Linked DNA regions of Gossypium arboreum: region 2 is linked to region 1. The links are chromatin contacts, called in public Hi-C maps. All regions are on one chromosome and are shown on one strand. The core of a region is the stretch at or near the end of the contact, and the rest is flanking DNA. Distances in the headings are between cores, read along the strand shown.

Region 1 (4,256 bases), core at 840-3,339:
TCATAACTATCCGCCAAAATGTTGAATGTGGTAAGGATAAAGGTGAAAGCCAAATGTGGAATGAGGCATGGACAAAGACCCAAGGAGAATTTAAAGAAGATAGGCTGGGCGAGAGCTGACCTTGTTATAGAAATGTAAGACATGAGATTATCCAAGGATCACAAGATAGGATTCACAATCATGAGCCACCAAATAGGCTGCAATGAAGGGGTATGAGAGAAGTGAGATGACAAGCTCATATAGTTATAGGGGCAACAACTTGTTAGTTTCGCAAGTTAGATCGCCTTTCACTTATGGGTAGAAAAATACCCAAGAAAGGTCTGGTACGAGAAGTGGATTTTTGAAAGTAATCCCCTTGCTCTAAACAATAAGGCGGAATGAGGATGGGTTCGCCAAAGTGGTGAGTCTTGCTGAAGGTCAGCACCATATAAAAAAGTTGATGAGTTCTTCTGGACTAGGTATGAAAAGAAAGAGTTTGCTAAGGATTAGTCAAACCATAGAAAGCCACTAAGTATTGGTACGAACAAGTCTGCTAAGGAAGGAATGTCCTAAGAATCTTTGGATGGATAGTTGAAAAGGATACCAAAGGGGTTGATCATAGGAAACCGACGAACAACCAGGTCAATTTAATATCAATGAACACTCGTGTGAGGGGGAAAGAGTAAGGAAAGAAATATGAGAAGTAAGGAATGAATTTGTCGAGATATCGAAGTGTCAGGGATACAGTCGAGCAAAGAATTCGACTAGAGGAAGGTTTCATAGCAAGCCAAGTAGCTCGAAGGATTGGATGGAGCCCGCCACCCTAACAAGGTAAACTTGTCATAAGTGAACAGGGAGTAAATTTATATTTAATTTATTTTACGATTGTTTACCCTTCTGTGATAGGGTTAATCATGATCGGTATAGGAACTCACTAAGTTCAATCGAACTTACGAAGTTAACTAATGTTCGCAGGACTTGTGAGGGTGATCGAGGACTCAGAGGAGGAACTAAACCAGGTAAAGTGAAGATCAAGGATCATTGTTGGATCGAGTCATGCACATAGGAAAAGGATACAATTGGAGGCTTCCCCATAGGATTATTAACGATGAAGCCCGATAGCACAATTAGAATCTGGATTTTAGGACACATAGTCCTTAGTTAAGGTTTAAGATTTGTAAAATGGCCATTGTAAATAAAAAATCATATTAGAGATAAGAATATAAGAGACTAAGCATTTGGTGGCTTAAGGCCTTAGTTATAAGAACTATTATTTTTAAATTTTATAATTTTAATTTAGACTGTTTTATAGCAGTTAAGCTAGCAATTATTAAGCATAGGTCCATTTGTGACGCTCCATACCCGGATCCGACAAACGGGTCGAGCATGGCGTGTTACACGTGGAAAACATGTTGGCATTTAGTGATACTATTTGTCATATGATACTTCCATCACATCTTTAATATCAAATAACAACATAATAATTAAAATGTTACAAATCGATAATGTTACTGAAATTAAATTTTGGTGACCAAAACTTAGTTTAAACTAGATGTGTTCATGGGTCGAATCGGGTCAGATTTAGGTTGGATCTAAGCATGATATTAATATACTTTATACTTGTCCAAGCTTGGCCCAGCCCGAAATATGGGCCTAGAATTTTGCTAAAATTTTACCCAAACCCGCTCATATTTCTAAAAGATTAACCCAAGTCTATTTTAAGTCCGTCCATATTATATTTTAAAAATATTTCTATTATATTATTTTAATATTAATATTTTTTATTTATTAAAATTTTTATGTAATCATCTTAACATTATTTTAATGTTTAAAGTAATATTATATATTTAGTATAAATTTATTTTTAATGCATTATAAATAACATAATATAAAATATTATAATCTTAAAAATAGATCAAATTTATTTAAACCTTAAACAATCAAGCTCGAATCTAACTTGTATTTTAAAAAGAGTTAATTTTTTTAAATTTTTTATCAAACTTTAATATTTTTACCAATTTTTTTTTAAAATCTGGACGTGCGCTGGAGGAGTAACTTACCCAATAAGTCTAATTTAAATAATGCATAAATCACTATTTTTTTTAGTTTAACCAAACTTATATATCTCTAACATTTCCCGACTCACTCCCATCTCATACTTTCTCTCCCTCTCTGTTGACTTGGTTGTGGAGAAACCTTTTTTTTTTTTTTCGAAGGCATCAGTTTACATCGCTATTTGAAAGCTTGATGAGTAGGGTTGTGCTAGGCTTGCCAGGGCCATGGGCTGAGGATAACCGTGAGCCCTCTGATCATTACACTACCAAAATTGGTGGACTTCCTGTATTTCTCCTTCTCCCTCTTTTCATCTTCATATGTATTCATGTCCTCTGCTAGTTCAAGCCCTTCAGCTGAGTAAATCAATCTTTGTGGGTTTTCAAGCAAAGCATGAAGAAGGCTATCTACAAACACATGGGTTAATGTAGTTCGGATTTTGGGTCGTCTTTTGATCCTTAAATTAGTGTGGGTTCGGAGGATATTTAAAGCTTTTGTGCTCCCTCACTTGCCTTCAGCCTTTTCCTTAGACATCTACTCAGCTAAACCTAGCAGAGGACATTTGTTTTTTTTTTTTCTGGGTTATGTTTTTCTATACCTTCAACTTTGTTCTTTTAACAGGATTGGCCTCTTCCTATAGAGGCTTTGAAGTTCAACCCTACACTTATTCACTGCACACAATGTGGAAGTAAACTCTGTCTTGTTGCTCAGGTTTTTCTTATTCTAACTCTAATGCATTTTCTTCCTGTTATTGTCGACAAAACTTTTAACATTTGAATCCAATAAATTATATTATTTGGCTAAATTCCTGTTAAGGTTTATGCTCCAGTTTCAAGTGGAACTTTGAACGTAGAAGACCGTCTACTTCTTGTTTTTGGTTGTGTGGCACCAAATTGTGGTAGCTCTTCTCTCAGGTTGTTTCTCTGATTTGTCTGTTTGACCCTTGTTTATCATTGAAACATGATTCTTTTAACTGCATAGGTGTTATGTTCTCTTTTAGTCAGTGTTGTCAAGGCGTGTTCTTAGGTGCGCCTGCGGCACTGGACAGCAAAATCGCCTTAGACCCTTTCAGGAAAAGTCCATTTAATCAGGTGCACACCTACTGCACGTAGGCACCTATTTTTGTAAGGCGATAGCCATTAAAAAAGCGTTCCTAATTGAAGTTATCCTTAATTTCTTTTAATTTTCACTTTTTTTCGTTAGATATGCCTTAGTAAAAAGAGGATAGTACCAGACTCTAATACTTCTTAATATTTGAGTATTCAACAATAGACATTGACCATAAGGAAATCAAGTATATTGACCAATAAAAAAAATGCATGTTTTGTAGATAAACTAGACCAGACTTTAGAGTTTATTATAAATCTCAAGCTTTATATTACATATAAAAGTTCACACATTTACATATTGCACATTACTTTTCTTAGGCTAGTGCTTTTTTTTGCCTTGTGCGTTGCGCCTAAGGCAAAGTTAACTAGTGCTTATAATGCACCTTGTGCCAATCACACACCAGTGCTTGTAGTATGAGAATAATGGCTACTTAGATGTATACTTTAATTAATGAAATATAATTATATAGTTGGCGAGCTCTTCGGATTCAGAAAGTGGAAAATGAATCAAAGGAATCATCCTCCGCTGCTACTCTGGATAAAGCTCCTTCAGCTTCATCTCTTGTTTCTGTTCCAAAAACTAACTGGTGGGAGAATTTGAGTGATGAGGATAATGAAGATTTGGATTTGGAGGACTTGAGTAGAGCATTTTCTGAAGTGGCAAGCTTGAGTTCTGAGCCCAAGAAGACAAGTAGCTACCGGAATTCTGAGGGTGCTGTGAAGCATTCTTTGTCTTTAATTGCACAAACAAGAGGGGTTGATACTGATACACCAGGTGAGGTTGCCCTTATATGATGTATGATTGCATGTGATAGCTTAAACTCTACAATCTGTTCTACAATTAAGTGTCGTCGATGCTAATAATCACATCACAGCCAAGTTCTTCTCTACACTGTGGCAAACACTGCAGTCTCATTCTTTCTGTTTCATATATATCTTGTATTGGGTCTGGGGTGTTGCATTTTGATTTTAAAGTTGCTTTAAATTGCCATCTAAGTTTCTTTTCTTCATGTTGTTTTTATACTAATTTTGTTGTGCTAAAAGTCTTGCTGGATTCATTTTGTTCCTTTATTGCAGTGATGCCATGCTTCTACATTTATAGTCAGGCAGAACCAT
Region 2 (4,256 bases), core at 760-3,259, 740 kb before region 1:
CAAGCTTTTTAGAGTTCCAACTTCTTTCTTCTTTTTTGTTCAGACCAAGTTCTTTCTATTGATTCACGGCTGGTTCCCCCCCTTAAACCACACCAATTTTGCTATTAGAACATCAGAAGATTACAACTATAGGACTCACTACTAACAAACAATTCACAGTACAAACCTGTCACAAAATGAATAACCGAGTACATGGGAGAGAATTTTGCCCACTGTAGTTTTTCCAGAGCCCATCAATCCTGCAGATTCATGTTGATAAAGTTTAGATACCAAAGAAAGTAAATCTTTGACAGCACAAACTTAGAAAACTTGGACAAAAGAAACTGACCAACAAGATATATACTGTGCCCATTTAAATATGGCTCAACCTCTAGTGACTTATTCTGCAAATTTTATTCACATAATGTAAGATACAGCAGCAGAACAAATCTCAGATGCAGCACAAGTTAGCTTCTCTTTCCAGTGTTTGAGGCCTTAACTAAAAACTAAAATATCACTGGAAATAGATGCCAAAACACTAAATGGAAGAGATTAAAAAAAAAAAAAGGAGGTATCTAATCACCATATCATACTTTATAAACCAAAGATTAAAATAATTACAGGGAATTTTATCATACCTTTAACATTAAAGCTTCATCAAAAGGTGCATGAATGCTTCCAGTTTCCATTGTTGAAGCTGCGAAATAACATTTTAAAACATAACAACATAGGGATCAATCATATGTGTGATAAAATTTTAAATTCTCAAGAACAATTTAGCCACCTAGGGTCTGAGTAGTACTGCTCTCACTTTGGATAATCTCAACATGAACAAAACATGCTAGTTTCATCCTATGGTAAAACAACATGAAATTCAACCAAGATTAAATGGTACAACTTAGCAGAAAAGTGAGAACATGAAAGGAGACTGACATTTGACAGAAGGCATAGACAAAATGATTTCTGATCTATGCTCCAAGTATTACAAATGGTTATATTAGGAAATTTAATAAAACCCCGCGTCATATCCGCACATCAAAAAACAATGGAATTTACTATCAGGTCAATAGTAAATTTATAGTGTTATGTGCAAAAGTAGCCAAAGTTTCTTTCCTGTCTATTTTCCTTTAAAACGTTGCTATTCTTTTATTCCAATTTTACCTTAAATTTTCGCAATCCAACATATCATTAAAAAGATTGGAAAGAGAGAGGACTTTAATAAATGAATCAATTGTACAAAAATGATAAACGAAATTACAACAGTCATAAAATTGGCATATCAATTTTGTTTCACCTGAAAAGTTCGTATAGGAAGAGCAGGAAACCTCCAAAGAAACTGATCTATGTCGATTGGAAGATGTCTGAACCGGAAAGCGGGCCGAAACAACCACCCGGGTCTTGTGTTCTTGCTTTGCTATCCGACCGAACCGCAAAGAACCAGTCGATTTTCTCCCAAACCTTTCCGACTCAATCCATGTCGGATAATTCCACTTGCATGCAACTCCTGCCTCCATTTTCAGCTTTCAACCGCCCCCGATTCAATAAAATTTTCAAAAATAAAAATTCTCAGTTTTTCTTTTACTAATTAATTCAAGAGAAATTTATGCAGAAATTAGTTAATAATAAAGCTAATTAAACTTTAACAACAGAAATTTCAAGCAAAACTTATGAACTTACCTCGATTAATTAATAAAGATAAAATGAAATTCGTGAAGGGATATTGCTCTCTGACTTTGTATTAAAGCAGAGAAGGCTCGTTTATCATAATCTATTACTGTAATATCTTTAGAAATGCAGTTTGCTCTTTCTGGCAGGGATCATTTTAAAGCGGCGACTGGAGTATGGAAACTGTATACAAATTTTATATATACCTCTATTATATTTAAACAGTGAAACAATGATGACGTGGAAGCAAGGGCATTCCCACCAACCAATTCCCCCCGGCAAGGAGGGGTTGGTAGCAAGCATTCAGAGGAAGAAGGTGAGGTGAGGGGTTGCTTTCGTACGCTCATTCTTGGGGTAGTTGTTATTCACTCTCCTGCTGCCACGTTTTTAATTTCATAAATTACTGTTTTTGTGGTCAGAAATCTACAAATAAATAATACAATTTATTTTAATCAATATTATATATAAATGTTTTTATGTTTTTTTACTTAAATAACAATCAAAATAAAAAAAATTATCACCATTTTACTAAGGCTTCGTTTGGGGCGGCGGTGCGGTGCGTTTAGCTTACTTTTTATCTCATGCTACAGTATCGCTACAGTATCTAATCTCACTGCCACCGCTGTTTTTACACTAACCGCAGGTAAACGCACCGCCCATCCAAACTCACCCTAAGAAAGGCATTTTCCTATTTTATTTACAAAAATAGGTCATTTTATTTATTATTTATCGGAATGGGTTAAAAATACAAAAGCACGTCTACGTAAAAGTGTTTTAAGGGAAAATTCCAGCAAAACGCGTCCTTTAGGGAGCGCTTTTGCCATGTCAGGAAAACGCGTCCTCCCTTATGGGCGTGTTTTAGCCTGTGTTTTTTACCCCTAACGGTCATCCAAACAATCATTTAAAATTTTGATCGTTGGGGGTCCAACAGTAAAAAAATATATATATATATAAAACCCCTTCCTATTTTTTTACACAAACATTTCTTCCAAAATTCTCAAAAAAGCTCTCCAATTTCTCCTTAAATTTCTCAAAGCTCTCTTTACTTAACTATTTCCTTTAATTTTTTTCTAAATTAGTATTCTTTTTTTTATAATTTCTAAGATATTTGATCGTGTTAGCAATAGCCGGGGAATTAATTCATCTAGATCATAAACATATCTCCGTCGAACAAATGAAAACAGTAAGGGTTAATTTCAATTTTTGAATATTATTTAATATTTTTTCATTTATGTAATTTTAATTAATTTTTTTTATAATTTTTATAATAGTCTGTAAATCGGATGTTACATGTTATATTCGTAATATGTCTGGTCCTCCATCACCGTTGATAGAAAATTACTTCAGAAAAGTGGGTTTTCGGCACGTGGCCAATATAGATCGGGGGCACAAGTTGGATTCGAAACTCATCAACGCGTTCATAGAGAGGTGGAGTGTAACAGCCCGATTTTAGGGTTAGTCGGAACAGTGGTTTCAAGACCACGAATCCGACGTAGAAAGATTCATTTTTATTATATTTTTATGGTCTATAGTTTTATGGAACTATTCTATGAAAATCTTGTTCGAAAATTTTGACATTTGGGCACTCAATTTAGCCAAAAGAACTAAATTGTAAAAAGTGAAAAAGTTGAGTTCTACATGCTAAAGATGTCCAATTGCTATGAGATTTTAAATTAGAGGTCCTTATATGATAATTAGACCATTTGTTAAGTTAGTGGACAAAAATGGACATGGTGAGATAAAATTTTAAAGAAAGGCATTAAGGGTATTTTGGTCATTTGGTAAATAAAAGAATAAAAAGGGAAAATCAAGTCAAAATTTGCTCATCTTTCTTCTACCTTGGCCGAATTTCATAAGAACTCCATAGCTAGGGTTTCTTCAACTTTCAAGCTTGATTATAAATACATCCTAGCCCTGTTTTTAATGCTCTTTACATTTTTTAAGTCCTCGTAACCCGATTTACCTATTTCTACCATTATTTTGAAGTAGGGTTCATGTTTAAAAATTTACCCATGTGTGACATGCTTGTATTTTGATGTTTGATGGAAGATATTGTATGTTTAAAGTGTGATAAACAACTTTTACTAAGTGATTTTTTAGTAAAAATGCATAAAAAGGACTTATTTGTAAAAGTTGTAAAAATGAGTAGCAGAAATGTGATTTGATGAAAAATGTGGGCTATTATGAGCATGAATTAGGTTTGGCTACACTTGGGTAACAAAGAAAATGTATACATTTCATTTTACGAGCCTAAAGACTAAAATTGTGAATAAGTAAAAGTTTAGGGGCAAAAAATGTAATTTTGTCATAAGTTGATTTATGGACAGCATTGAGTAATGTGATAATTAAATAAGTTAAAATTTCTATTATATATATTAAGAAAAACGAAGTTCGGACCTTGATCGGGGGAAGAACAAGGTTATTGACGATTAGGTCCATTCTTACTATTTTGTACCAATGTGAGTTTGTGTGTAAATAATGCAATGTTATATTATGTATTTAATGCTTAATATTGCATAAATCGTACAATTGTTTCTATGGAAATATTCAATGAAGTTTTGACGATGAGAAAATCCCGGTTGAACCTTATGAATAATTTAGGATACAAGTGA

What was found. A called contact is a pair of places that touch in the nucleus more often than the background predicts.
Region 2: a contact with region 1 is called in a Hi-C map of leaf, with 4 times the contacts expected there. The contact joins the promoter of LOC108465500 here to the promoter of LOC108476799 in region 1. A contact is called at or near these places in 3 of 5 Hi-C or Micro-C datasets (all in leaf).

What each region holds. Positions count from the first base shown.
Region 1 is chr11:67,977,756-67,982,011 of ASM2569848v2, reverse strand. It overlaps LOC108476799, which reads left to right and starts at 2,089. Exons shown (of 7, transcript XM_017779133.2): 1 at 2,089-2,319; 2 at 2,653-2,742; 3 at 2,848-2,945; 4 at 3,611-3,915; 5 at 4,218-4,256. The coding sequence starts at 2,227.
Region 2 is chr11:68,717,521-68,721,776 of ASM2569848v2, reverse strand. It overlaps LOC108465500 (shikimate kinase 1, chloroplastic-like), which reads right to left and starts at 2,009. Exons shown (of 11, transcript XM_053021917.1): 1 at 1,658-2,009; 2 at 1,274-1,513; 3 at 618-676; 4 at 329-383; 5 at 167-239. The coding sequence starts at 1,493.